Linked DNA regions of Gossypium hirsutum: region 1 is linked to region 2. Evidence: chromatin contacts called from public Hi-C data. All regions are on one chromosome and are shown on one strand. The core of a region is the stretch at or near the end of the contact, and the rest is flanking DNA. Distances in the headings are between cores, read along the strand shown. Region 1 holds the start of LOC107946305 (non-specific lipid-transfer protein 4). Region 2 holds the start of LOC107946298 (putative pentatricopeptide repeat-containing protein At2g02150).

Region 1 (5,810 bases), core at 1,861-4,360, 190 kb before region 2:
TCACTCACTGTCAGACTAATAAGATATCTAAACATGATTACATCCACAGCAGGAGAGTATGTATTTTCATAATCAATGTCGGGCGTTTGCGAAAATCAATTTGCTACAAGTCATGCTGTATATCTTAAAACTTCATTTTTCTCATTTTGTTTTCACACAAATACTCATTTATATCCTGCTAGCTTTATATCTTTATATGTTTGGACTAGGGGTCCAAAAATCTCACGTTTAGCGAGTGACTTCATTTCTACTTAAATTGCACCTTTTCAATTTGACCAATCTTTTCTATTTTTAGATTCCTTAATAGATTTAGGCTCAATGTCTTCATTTTCTTTTGCTATTTCAATAGAAATATTATAAGTAAGAACATTGTCAACAAAATTTTCATTTCGATTCCATATTTTCTTGTATTGACGTAACTTATTTAGATCTCTTTATTTTCATCATGTTCAGTTCCAGGTACTTGAATTTTTTCTTGAGTTTTATAATAAGTTATGTCTCAAGTCTCTTCAAGAGCACCCACCTCCACACTATATCATGCTTCAAGCATGCATTACTTTCATTTACTTTAACAAGTTGTCCTATTGGGACTTCAATTCAAATAAAAACATTAGCCGGTATATAACACTTGGTTATTTTAATCGCGCATTGTAGGACGCATTTTTTTTTCCTTAAAAAACAACATAAATCGATAAATTTTCAACAAGAAAAAAAAAAGGACTAATTTCTGAATTGATTTTTTTTCAGCGTTTTTAGATAAATTAGCTTTGAATTGTAAAAGAATTTGTGTAAGGCCTGGTTGAGATGGGTCAAACTTTTTGAGTCAGATAAATAGCTTGGGCTTTGGACAGTTTTGTCTAAGTCAGGAACATTAATAGATATCAAATACAAATCGGTAGTGAGAGAGAAAGAGAAATTATTTTTGAAATAATACTAACATAATGGAAAGTGAGCATAAAAATAGCATTTGCTCAATTAAGATGATAATGTAACTTAGCTGCTGAAGATTACATTAAAAAAGACATAAACAATTGCTTTGGAAGGATGAATCAGCAATGACCATGCAAATGCAATGCTGCACTTGTTTATTTATTAGCTCTCTCTTCTCTTCTTGTATAAGGTATTAGTTTGTCTCATGGGACTGTGTAGCCTGCAAAATCCCACAAAAACTGTATTTGTTAGCCTTAAGATTCAGTTTCCTTGGTAGCTCATCGAGTAAAACAACTGAGGAAGAAAGCTTGATTTAATTTTTTTCATTTCTTAAACATCTATTAAGGCTTAGTTTATTTCAGAGTTTAATTGATATTAATAATGCATTAGTTACATTTTTCTTTCGGTTGAATTGTTATAATGGCCTCTGACCTTTATTACTTTTCTTAAATAAGCCCATATAAGCTATTATATTAAATAAAATATTTATTTAGAGTAAGGTTTAGTTTAAATACGCATCAAATTATTTTGGGCATCCTTCATGTCCATTTTTCTGTTTATGTCTAGGATCCAGACCGTTTGTTCCCCAACAATTATTGGGTGCAATAGTAAATAACATTATTATACGAGTCTAATAAAAGTGTACAAACTTTAATAAAATTATAAAGTTTGAGGGTTTTTTATTCATTTTTCTTAATACTAGATTATGTCACAGTTATGTAAAATCTATATTTATAAAAGTATTATGTAAGAAATGAGACTTAATTGAAATGACAAAGTTGAAGTTTTAGAGATCTCCATCTAACCACATGTGTAAATTCTTTTAGATTTTATATAATTTTTTTTAAAAAGTATAGATATAAATAGCTTAATGAACTAGGGAGGTCTCTATAATATAGGAATTAGATTAAATTAGTCCCTCTATTATTAAATGAATAAATTTAGTCCTTATAATGTTAAAAAGAATTAAATAAGTCCAAATTACAACACAATTAACATTACTGTATAAAAAATATCTTGAATATTATCTTTCAATTGCAGATCAATTTATACAAAAAAATATTTACATAACCTTAAAAATTTTATAAACATTAACTCTGTCAAACAGTAAGTGATATTTTTCAATCAGGAAATGTTAGCTCTATTCCAATTTGGCCTTATTTGATTTTCTTTTAATAGTACATGGATTAAATTGATCTATTTAATAGTAGAAAGACTATTTTGATCAAGTCCCTATTATAGAAGGACCTCTTAGGTACATTCACCAATATAAATAAGACGTTAATCAGTGTCAGTGGGTATGGGTAATGGTGTCAAGCCCACTCATTTTAGGGTCCGTTCTTCAACCCGGCTGAGATGAGCTTTTAGTTAAAAAAGCACTTTTCATTAAAAAGTAAAGGAGAACGCATTTCATTTTAGAGCAAAATGACAGCTTCTTAAAAGGACTTTTGGGCAGATGAGAAGTAGATTTTAGTCTACGGAGTTTTGCTTTAGAGGGATTAGAAGGCTTATGCAAATACCTTAGAGGCTTAAGCTCGGAATCCCACCACAAAGTCACAAAGATCCCCATCATCTCTCTTTACCCCAAATGCATTATAAATTTATTTAAAACTCAAAAATTAGTTAAATTGATTCATAACGTAAAAATCAAATGCAATTCAAATATCAATATTTTCAACTTTGTCTCGATCTTGTTTACCTAAATTAAAGATAAAAGTTAAAAAGACCAAAAGAGGAGGGCTACTTACTTCCACATTTTTTTCCAGCTTGCCTGTTCCTAATGTTACATCTTTTAGGAATGCCAATGGCAATCCCAGGCTTGATTCCAGCCTGCTTTGCCAATGGTGATAATAAAATAGCACAAAGGCACCTCGGAGAAGCCTTAAGTAAGGCACCAACCTTGGAGCAGCAAGCAGGCGGAACTTTTGCCTTTGCGTTCCCAGCCGCTCCTAAGCATGGGCTTAAACTTACCGCAGCAGACCTAATTGGAGTCTGTCCACACTCCCCAGCTGCTTCAACATCCTTAATGAACACCATGCAACTTATATCAAACACAACCAGTGCAACAAGGAAATAAGCTTTCAAGCTAAAACCCATCTCTGCTAAACAAACTTTTCAACACCCAATTTGCAGAAAATTCAAACAATGAATGCCTAATACATACCAACGTTGCAACATATATAATACTAAAAAAAAGGACTGTGGGGTGGTGGGATTTGGGTTTTAGTGGGTTGGTTGTGGTAGATTGTGGAAGACAATCTTGCGGATTCATCATCATCATCGTTTTCCTCCTTAGTTTATTCAAAATGTAATTATTTTTTAACCAATTTTAAATGCTTCCACTATATAAAAGGATTGCCGATCGATTGCTAATTTTCATAGATTCTGGTTCATTATAAGAATGTTCTTCCCTTCTTTATATTGCCTTAGGGTAGGTGGCATGAAAAATTAGTGTGAACATGGAGACTTTGGCGTCATTCAATAATTTGATCCACTATTGTATATGTTAGTGGTGCCCATCGATCAAGTGAGCCAAGGGTAATAATTTCCTTCTAGTCTTTATTACATCCAATCTCACCTTCACGAATATTTCAGGGCAGCAGAGCTAATATTTAGTAATTTGGATTTAAATTTTAAAAATAGTATAAATTGAGTGGTAAATTATTCTAAAATATAATGTTTATTATTATTTTTTAAATTTATGAATTTATTAAAATAATGATTTAAAAATCTTAAAATATTTTTTGATTTAACAAATTCATATATATATTTTTAATATTTATTAGATTCAATCTCAACAAATTTATTCATTACATTCTTACCATTTACAAAATAATTGAAATCTAAATTTTCAAACAGACCATAACTAAATTCATTGATTAAGTTATGGTTAATAAATTGTAATAAGCCCCATTTCAAAAGAACTTTTCAATCTTAAAAAGAATGAACAACATTTCGCTTTAGTTAAAAGTACTATTTGAAAGTGTTTTTCTACTTAAACGCAAAAATTGAGATTTAAGTGATTCTGGTTTTTGGTTTTTGCTAATTGAGTTTTAGTTTAAGTAGTATCATTGAGTAAGAGGATGTTGATTTAAGCGCACTTAAATACGCTTTATACTTCTATTTAAAAGTTGAGAAGGGATTATTAGTAGCTCTAGGTTTTGTATAAAAAATTTACTTTTGGCTTTTGACTTTTGCATTTTGAAGTGGAATTATCAAAATACCCTTATTTATCCTAATATTTAAAATGTATATAAAATTTTAGATTTTTTATATTTTATGTATCATTGTATTAAATTATGGATAAACTACACCAAAAGCCACTAAACTACTAGTATGTTTACGTCTTGATCATTCAACTTTAAAGAGTTACAAAATGATCACTGAACTATTCTAAAGTTTTCATCTAAATCATCGAGTTGTTAAAATCATTGTTGTATGACATTTTCTATTTGCACCACCTGTGATAAAGAATGATGTGGATGAATGTGGAAGCGGATCGTAAAGTTTGTCAAAGTCGCAAATTTGACTTAGGGCTCTAGATGTTTAGAAAGAAACTTAGATTTTGACACAACCTGAAACGAAATTGAATCCAAAACAGACAAAACAATTAAAATAAATACCTAAAATAAAATAATAAATTAAAATTTAGAATAATAAGGAAGTGAATAAAGAAGATAAATGGAAAGATAGAACGTGGCATGTGGAAGTCCTAAGAAGCCTTGGAAACACTAAGAATCCATGGCCCCCTTCAAGCGGCTTTAATTTCCCTTCCAAGATAGAAAACTTGGTAAGAAAAAGTTTGAAGATGATCCCCACAATCTAAAAAGATTGTTAAAACTCTTCTAAAAGAACCTCAAGAGAAATTCTTAAGAAAAGAAAACTCAAAGAGAATTTATAAACTCAAAAAAGAAGTTGAATAATAATGAATTGTATGAATTGTGTACAATGCAAAAGCCTATATATAAGCTAGTTAAATAAATCTAAATAAAACTCTTAAATATACTAGAACTCTAATTTAATCTAAACAAGAAGTAGTTTTAAACTAAACTTTTTTGTTAACATAAAACTCCTAAATAACTTAAAATACTTCATAATTATAAGAAATTTGAAATAAAATAATAAAATAATAATAAGAACTAATAAATATAATATTGAGCTCATATATAATAAAAATTAAGCCTAAAATTCAAACCCAATATGATTTAAACTCGAATCAAAAGCCTGAAATTTGTAATTCCCGTCATAATCTTGTTTAGAAATTCTACTCGCGCAGCATTCACTAAAACGGTCATAATTTGAGCTCTCGAACTCAAAATCAAGTGATTCAAAATGCGTTTCGAAGCTAAAAGATAGATCTTCAAACGCCATGAGACATCTTAACCCAAAAATGTCAGGATCCCATCCAAAAAGTCATCGCAAGTCTGCTAATTTCCTAAGCCTGAAATTTGGCAGCTTTAGTGATTGAAATTTAATAAATTTCACCCCATCCGTGCATGTATCATTCTCCCTTTCCTGAAAAAGATTCGTCCTCGAATCTTGTTTTTGATCGAATCCTGATTTGATTTGCTTAACCTTTGACATTGTTGTTAGGCCTTCAGGTAGTGTGAACCTATCATATTCATGGGTCTGAAATTGTGACTTGAGACTCACATCATTCCCCCCGTCCTAAAAAAGATGTGTCCTCAAATCTTTAGCTGCATAGAAAGAAAAGGGATTAGAATAAATAAAATAAATAAAATACTTACCTAAGCTTTCTTGTGCGCCAAAACTATCTCCAGAATCAAAGATATGATTTTGATATCCCAAATCAGCATGGATCAAGTATCTCTTCTTTAAAAACAAACCATCAACACTAGACAAAGAAATATTAGGCACAT
Region 2 (5,661 bases), core at 2,597-5,096:
CTTATACACCAAACCCTACCCAAATTACTTAAAATTCATAAGATACAATGTATTTTTGGAAAAATGTTTGTGGCATAGATGTAAACTCAGACTATGAGCTCTCCACAAGAGTCTTGATATTGTAACCATGGACTTAATTGTATATGCTGACTGTAATTCAGTTGAATAAAAATTTGGTATTTGTCAGTGCAAAGATGCTATCACCTAAAGAAGCATGGTCGTCAACACTCAACAAAATCATACAAAGAATCAGTTCCTCAAACCTACTTCTCAACTGAACTTGTATAACTTCCATAGCAGCCATCAGGTGTCAAAACTACTAGGGGAAAAGGAAACATTATTGAATTGACACATAGGAAATCTAACAGTGCTAAGAAATCGGTAGTTAGCATTCAGATCTATTGGGTAGTGCTGAGTAGTTTATCAATGCCTACAGGTTTGATGTTGAAGAACTATCCCTAGTGGAGAGCTTTGGCACATAAATATGTTGCTGACGTGAAAAAAAAAATCAGAGATATTCAATAACTACGACAGTTTGTTGGTGCAAAACAACTTCTGAAGCCTGAACCATAAACTGCCATAAGTACATATATCAAGATCAATCATTCAAATGACCGGGAGAGGATATATTGTCAAGCAACAACTTGTCGTTAGCTGTTTTCTATATTATTCTGGGTCTTCATTTTCTTTTTTGGATGCATATTCAGACATGGGTATGAAAATAGGACACTACAAAGACCCTCCAAATGCACAGAAAACTTAGAAAAAGGTTGAGCATACCCATTTTAGACGCATACCCGTATCCAACACTCATCAGAGTCTGAATAACATAGGCTTTTCTAATTCCCGGAAATGTTTAGATGTTCTAACATTCCAGTACCGTGAACACAACCTTTAAAACGTCCAATTAAGGATAAACCCTATCACTTTCAATATTTCATGATAATATAAGAAATCAAAAGCAAATACGAAGAGTATTGGAAAACCAAATCTAATTTTATCAGTTCTATTACTAAGACGTCTTATACTGTAGTCTCATCCTATAAAAACTATGCATCAATAAGATACACTATTCCCACTGTTTCTACACATTGAAGAAACTAAAGTTATCAGTTGTGACCATAACTCACCAGTCAGCATCAAGGGATGGAACATACGATCTATGCACAGTGCACCAAAAGCTTATTTGGCTCCAAAACAAAACATCTTCTGCCCACAGTTTTGCATCACTAAGAAACGACACAGTAAGGATTTGTTATCAACGATTCTGCTCAAACATGTTTGCATTCTCACGACCAGGATTGCCCACAGTTTCTTATTCTATTTTATGGTACACCCCAGTCCTCCAGTTCATGTTTTGTACACAGCTTGAACAAGAGGACCAAACAATTAGACTTTAAGTTTGTACACTCGGAACAGCAAGATGGACAGGACTAGTAATTAAACCCATCTTAGCCATTTCATTTTGCAACTCAATGGCTTCAGTAACATGTCCGAGCTCATAGTACTTCCTTAATACACCAATGCAAAGAATTTCATCAGGGAGAATACGCTTGCTTATCATCTCATCCAGAAATTCTCTTGCTTTCTCTAACTGGCCACATCGGCAAAACCCTGAAACCAGGGAAGTGTAAGCCGACAAATCAAGCTCCATGCCCATTTCAATCATTCTGTCCCGCAGATTCAAAGCTTCCTTAAAATTCCCGTGCTTCAGATTGCCATCTATTAAAGCAGTGTAAGCAGTTGTATCCAGAACCAAATTTTTACTTAGCATTTCATCATACATGCTTTTGGCTGCTTCAATGAAATTATTTTTACAGAGGCCATCAATCAATACTGTATAAACTGCAACATTAGGTTGTAAATTGAAATCTGGCATTCTATTGAAATAATTAATTGCCTCTAGAACCAATCCATTTTTGCACAAACCATCAACCAAAACACAAAAAGTCACAACTGTAACTTCAATTCCCAGGTCCCACATTTCTTCTAGCAGATTCAGTGCCTCAATGGTTTTCCCCGCCTTAAAATAAGAATCCATGATTGTAGTATATATGACTGGATTCAGACTCAGTCCAGATGCCTTCATTTCATCGGTGACAAATTTAGTTTCTTCTATTTTATCATCGTTGCATAGTCCCCAGATGATAGTTCCATGCAACAAAAGGTCAGGTTTAATGCTTTTCTCCTTCATTTCTTTCAAAAGATTCAATGCATGCTCCATCTTCTTAACTTTCATATAGCCATGAGTAAGGGCAGTATAAGTTTGCACATTAGGAGTTAAACCAGCTTTCAGCATTGCCCTAAAAACTTCCTCTGCTTCCTTCGTTCGCCCTGCTTCACAAAGGCCATCGATTATAGTTGTATATGTAACAATGTTCAAGGCAATATTTGCCTGCAACATCTCATTAGCCAGCTTCAATGCTTCAGTTAGGTTACCAGCTTTACAATTAGCATCGATTAAAGAAGTATACGTGTACTCATTGGGTAAAAGACCAAGCCGCCTCATATCAACTAAGAATTTAATCCCTTGCTGCATCATCCCTTCCTTGCAAAATGCATCAATAAATGTGCTATAAGTAACAACATTTGGTTTCAACCCCTTATTCCTCATTTCACGAAAAAACTCAAAAGCACGAGGCATCATCTGAAATTTACAAAAGCAGTTTATCAAGGCATTGTATGTAATTACATCAGGCTCACACCCTACGTTCTTCATCTCTTCAAAATAGAAAAGGACTTCATCCAAAAATCCTACCTTTCCATATCCATCAAGTAGGGAGTTATATGTGACAACATCCGGTGTTAGGCCAATCTCTTTCATTTGTCTAAATAACATTCTTGCAGTCTCCAAGTCCCCTTCTTTGCACATACAATCTATCACTATATTATAAGTGTAAACTGACGGGGCGATGCCAGCCCCAACCATTTCCTCCAAAAATCTCCGAGATTGGTCCCTTCTCCCCGACTTACAAATCCTATGTAAAAAAGCATTGCAAGAACGAACTTTAGGCAAAACTCTAAACCTTTTCATTTTCGTAAAACATCGGCTAGCCTCCTCAAGTAATCCCAAATCCACCAACACACTAAACAAAGCATCAAACACCCCAAAACCATACGGACAAACATTCCTAGTAGACCAAAGAACATCAAAAAAATCGCAACCTGGAAACACTACCCCACGCCTTGACAAAACGAATTCCTTAAGAACAGCAGTAGCATCAAAATACATTCTACCATAAAACAAAATGTGTACTAATCTACAATAAGATTCACTTGTAGGGCTAAACCCTTTCTGGGTTTTCGCCAATTTGAAGAATTTCAATGCCAAATGAGGTTCCTGTTTCAAACCAACCAAGATCTTAGACACCCAAATGGGTGCCAAGCTTGAACCAAATAAACTGACAATCTTTGGGTCATTCCATTGGTCCTGTCGAATGATTCTACACAATGATTCCCTACTGAAATCATCTAAAAAAATGTTTGTATTACAATTAGACTTAGTCCCAAATGGGAACTTGATCACAAAACAAAAACTAGTGAACAAAACAAAAGGGCAGAAAATAATAGAGTTATTGGAGGGTGGAGAAAAACTGAGGAGATGAGGGTTTTGAAAGAGAAGAAAAGGGTGGCTTACTCTGGCAGGGATTCTGCGGTTGATGTGTAAGAGATTGCGGAGAGATACAAGCATTTTGGTTAAGAAACTTAGAGTTGCAGAGATTAGCTTCATTTTTTAAGCGGAGATTGCATTTTTTTTTAAACAAATTCGAAGACTGATTGAGTGAGAACTGGGAACTGGGAACTGGGGAATGAGTTTTGGTTAGGGTTTAACAATGTAGCAGAGAAGGTGTCTAGGTTAATGGGTGATGGACTATAGCGGTAGGCCATCGACTGCTTCTCTTAGAGATTTTGGGCTTTCAGTTCTCAGCCCACTACAACCCAAGGTGTTGAAGTGCAGTATTAAACTTATTAAAAAGTAATTCAAAACTACACAAGAATTTTAACAATTTTAGTTAAACGTGTAATATCATACCTAAATTTTGATTTTGTGTAATTTTATATATAATTTTTAATTTCATTCAACTTTTATAAAAAAAACTAATATCATTTTCGATATAACACCATTTTACATTTACATATTATATATACAAATAATTATCCTTGTATAATATAAAAAGTTGATGTATTCATTTATTTAATTTTGTATAATTAAACCAAAATCAAAATTTAATGTATATAATTGCAAAAAACAAAAGATCATTTATCAAATTGTATATTGATTCAAAGTTCATGTATAAATTTTTTATATTTATCCAAAAAAAAAAGAGTTTGAACCCATGTCATATAAGATTGAAGAAGTTTTAACCATCACTCCAAACTATTGTACTAATAAAAAAAGAATAAAACTAGCTTGTGAAGCTTGAGTTAAATATTCCACATTTGTTGAAAAACATGGAATGACTAAAATGTACTTGAGGAAGTGGCCACTTCTTGAAGTGTTACAACAAAGTTGGACAATTTTCATATTTGTGAGATTCCCCACAAAAAATGTTTTTTTTTAACCGCCGCACAAAGAAAATATTTTGTTACGAATGAACAATATATTGAGGAATTGTTCATACATAAAATCATCATTATTGATATGGGCTTTTTCCACATAAAAATGAAATCTTTTGTTACAATAGTAGCAGAAGTGATGTGGATTATTCAAGAATCGAAGTCGATTTGTTTCATAAAAAGAAGATATCAATGAACTTCTATGAAACGGTTTCACGAGATTCAGTCAATTGTCTTGATCATGGGATATCATTAAGAAATAGGAATCTATGTTATCAAAAGATTTCCTGCGATTATTTGGCAATTTATTGAACTTGATTCTTGAGTTGTGTTGATATTGTGGTGTGTATCTAGCACATCAATGAAGATTGTATCACTTGAGAAAACTATTTTGGAGAATCGGATTAGATCATGCTTATCTGATCCCTTGGATTGAGGATATTGGATCGGATTACAACGTTGATATCTTAGCTACCAAGAGTCCTTATTTATCTTGTTTATTATTATCCCATTATTTTCAACTAGTTTAGTTGTTGTTTAATACGGATTGTGATAGATCACAATATAAGGCATATCTTCAACCTCCACTAACAACTCCATAATTAGGGTTGAGAGAGAGGTAAGGAATGGACCAAGGAGCTTACTATTCAAGCTTTACTGAGTTATTTCGTGTTAGATCAAGCTCATGTCAAGCTTGATTCACACATTAACCAACCAGATTAAGCTTCGCTTATACACTTTTCTCCAAGCTCATAAGCTTAGGGCAATTAATTATCCTCAATACCTCGTACCAATCTTTTCACCTGCATATGCATGTAAATGAATTGCATAGTAAAGTACAACTGATTCATGAATATAGGAAATTAAAAAGTATATATTAATAAGATGTGAGACAAGGATGTCCTTTTTGCCTCTATTTTATGGATTTATTCAAATGAATATGATTGCTTGTTAGAAATTTTATTATTAATCGGTAGATATGTATTCACGTACACAAACTATATGGTTTGGCTTTCAGGTTGAGGTTGAAAGGATAAGAGGGCATCCTTATGAATAAACTAGTTGCTGCAAGGCACAAGACAGATAAGAAGTGTGTAGGAACAG

The links. A called contact is a pair of places that touch in the nucleus more often than the background predicts.
Region 1: a contact with region 2 is called in a Hi-C map of leaf, with 2.2 times the contacts expected there. The contact joins the promoter of LOC107946305 here to the promoter of LOC107946298 in region 2. A contact is called at or near these places in 6 of 34 Hi-C or Micro-C datasets (hypocotyl and leaf).

The regions. Positions count from the first base shown.
Region 1 is chrD12:49,105,260-49,111,069 of Gossypium_hirsutum_v2.1, reverse strand. It overlaps LOC107946305 (non-specific lipid-transfer protein 4), which reads right to left and starts at 3,110. Exons shown (of 2, transcript XM_016880567.2): 1 at 2,679-3,110; 2 at 900-1,150. The coding sequence starts at 3,027. The coding sequence ends at 1,134.
Region 2 is chrD12:48,912,332-48,917,992 of Gossypium_hirsutum_v2.1, reverse strand. LOC107946298 (putative pentatricopeptide repeat-containing protein At2g02150) reads right to left here and starts at 3,846. Exons shown (of 4, transcript XM_016880558.2): 1 at 2,759-3,846; 2 at 1,131-2,647. The coding sequence starts at 3,730. The coding sequence ends at 1,397.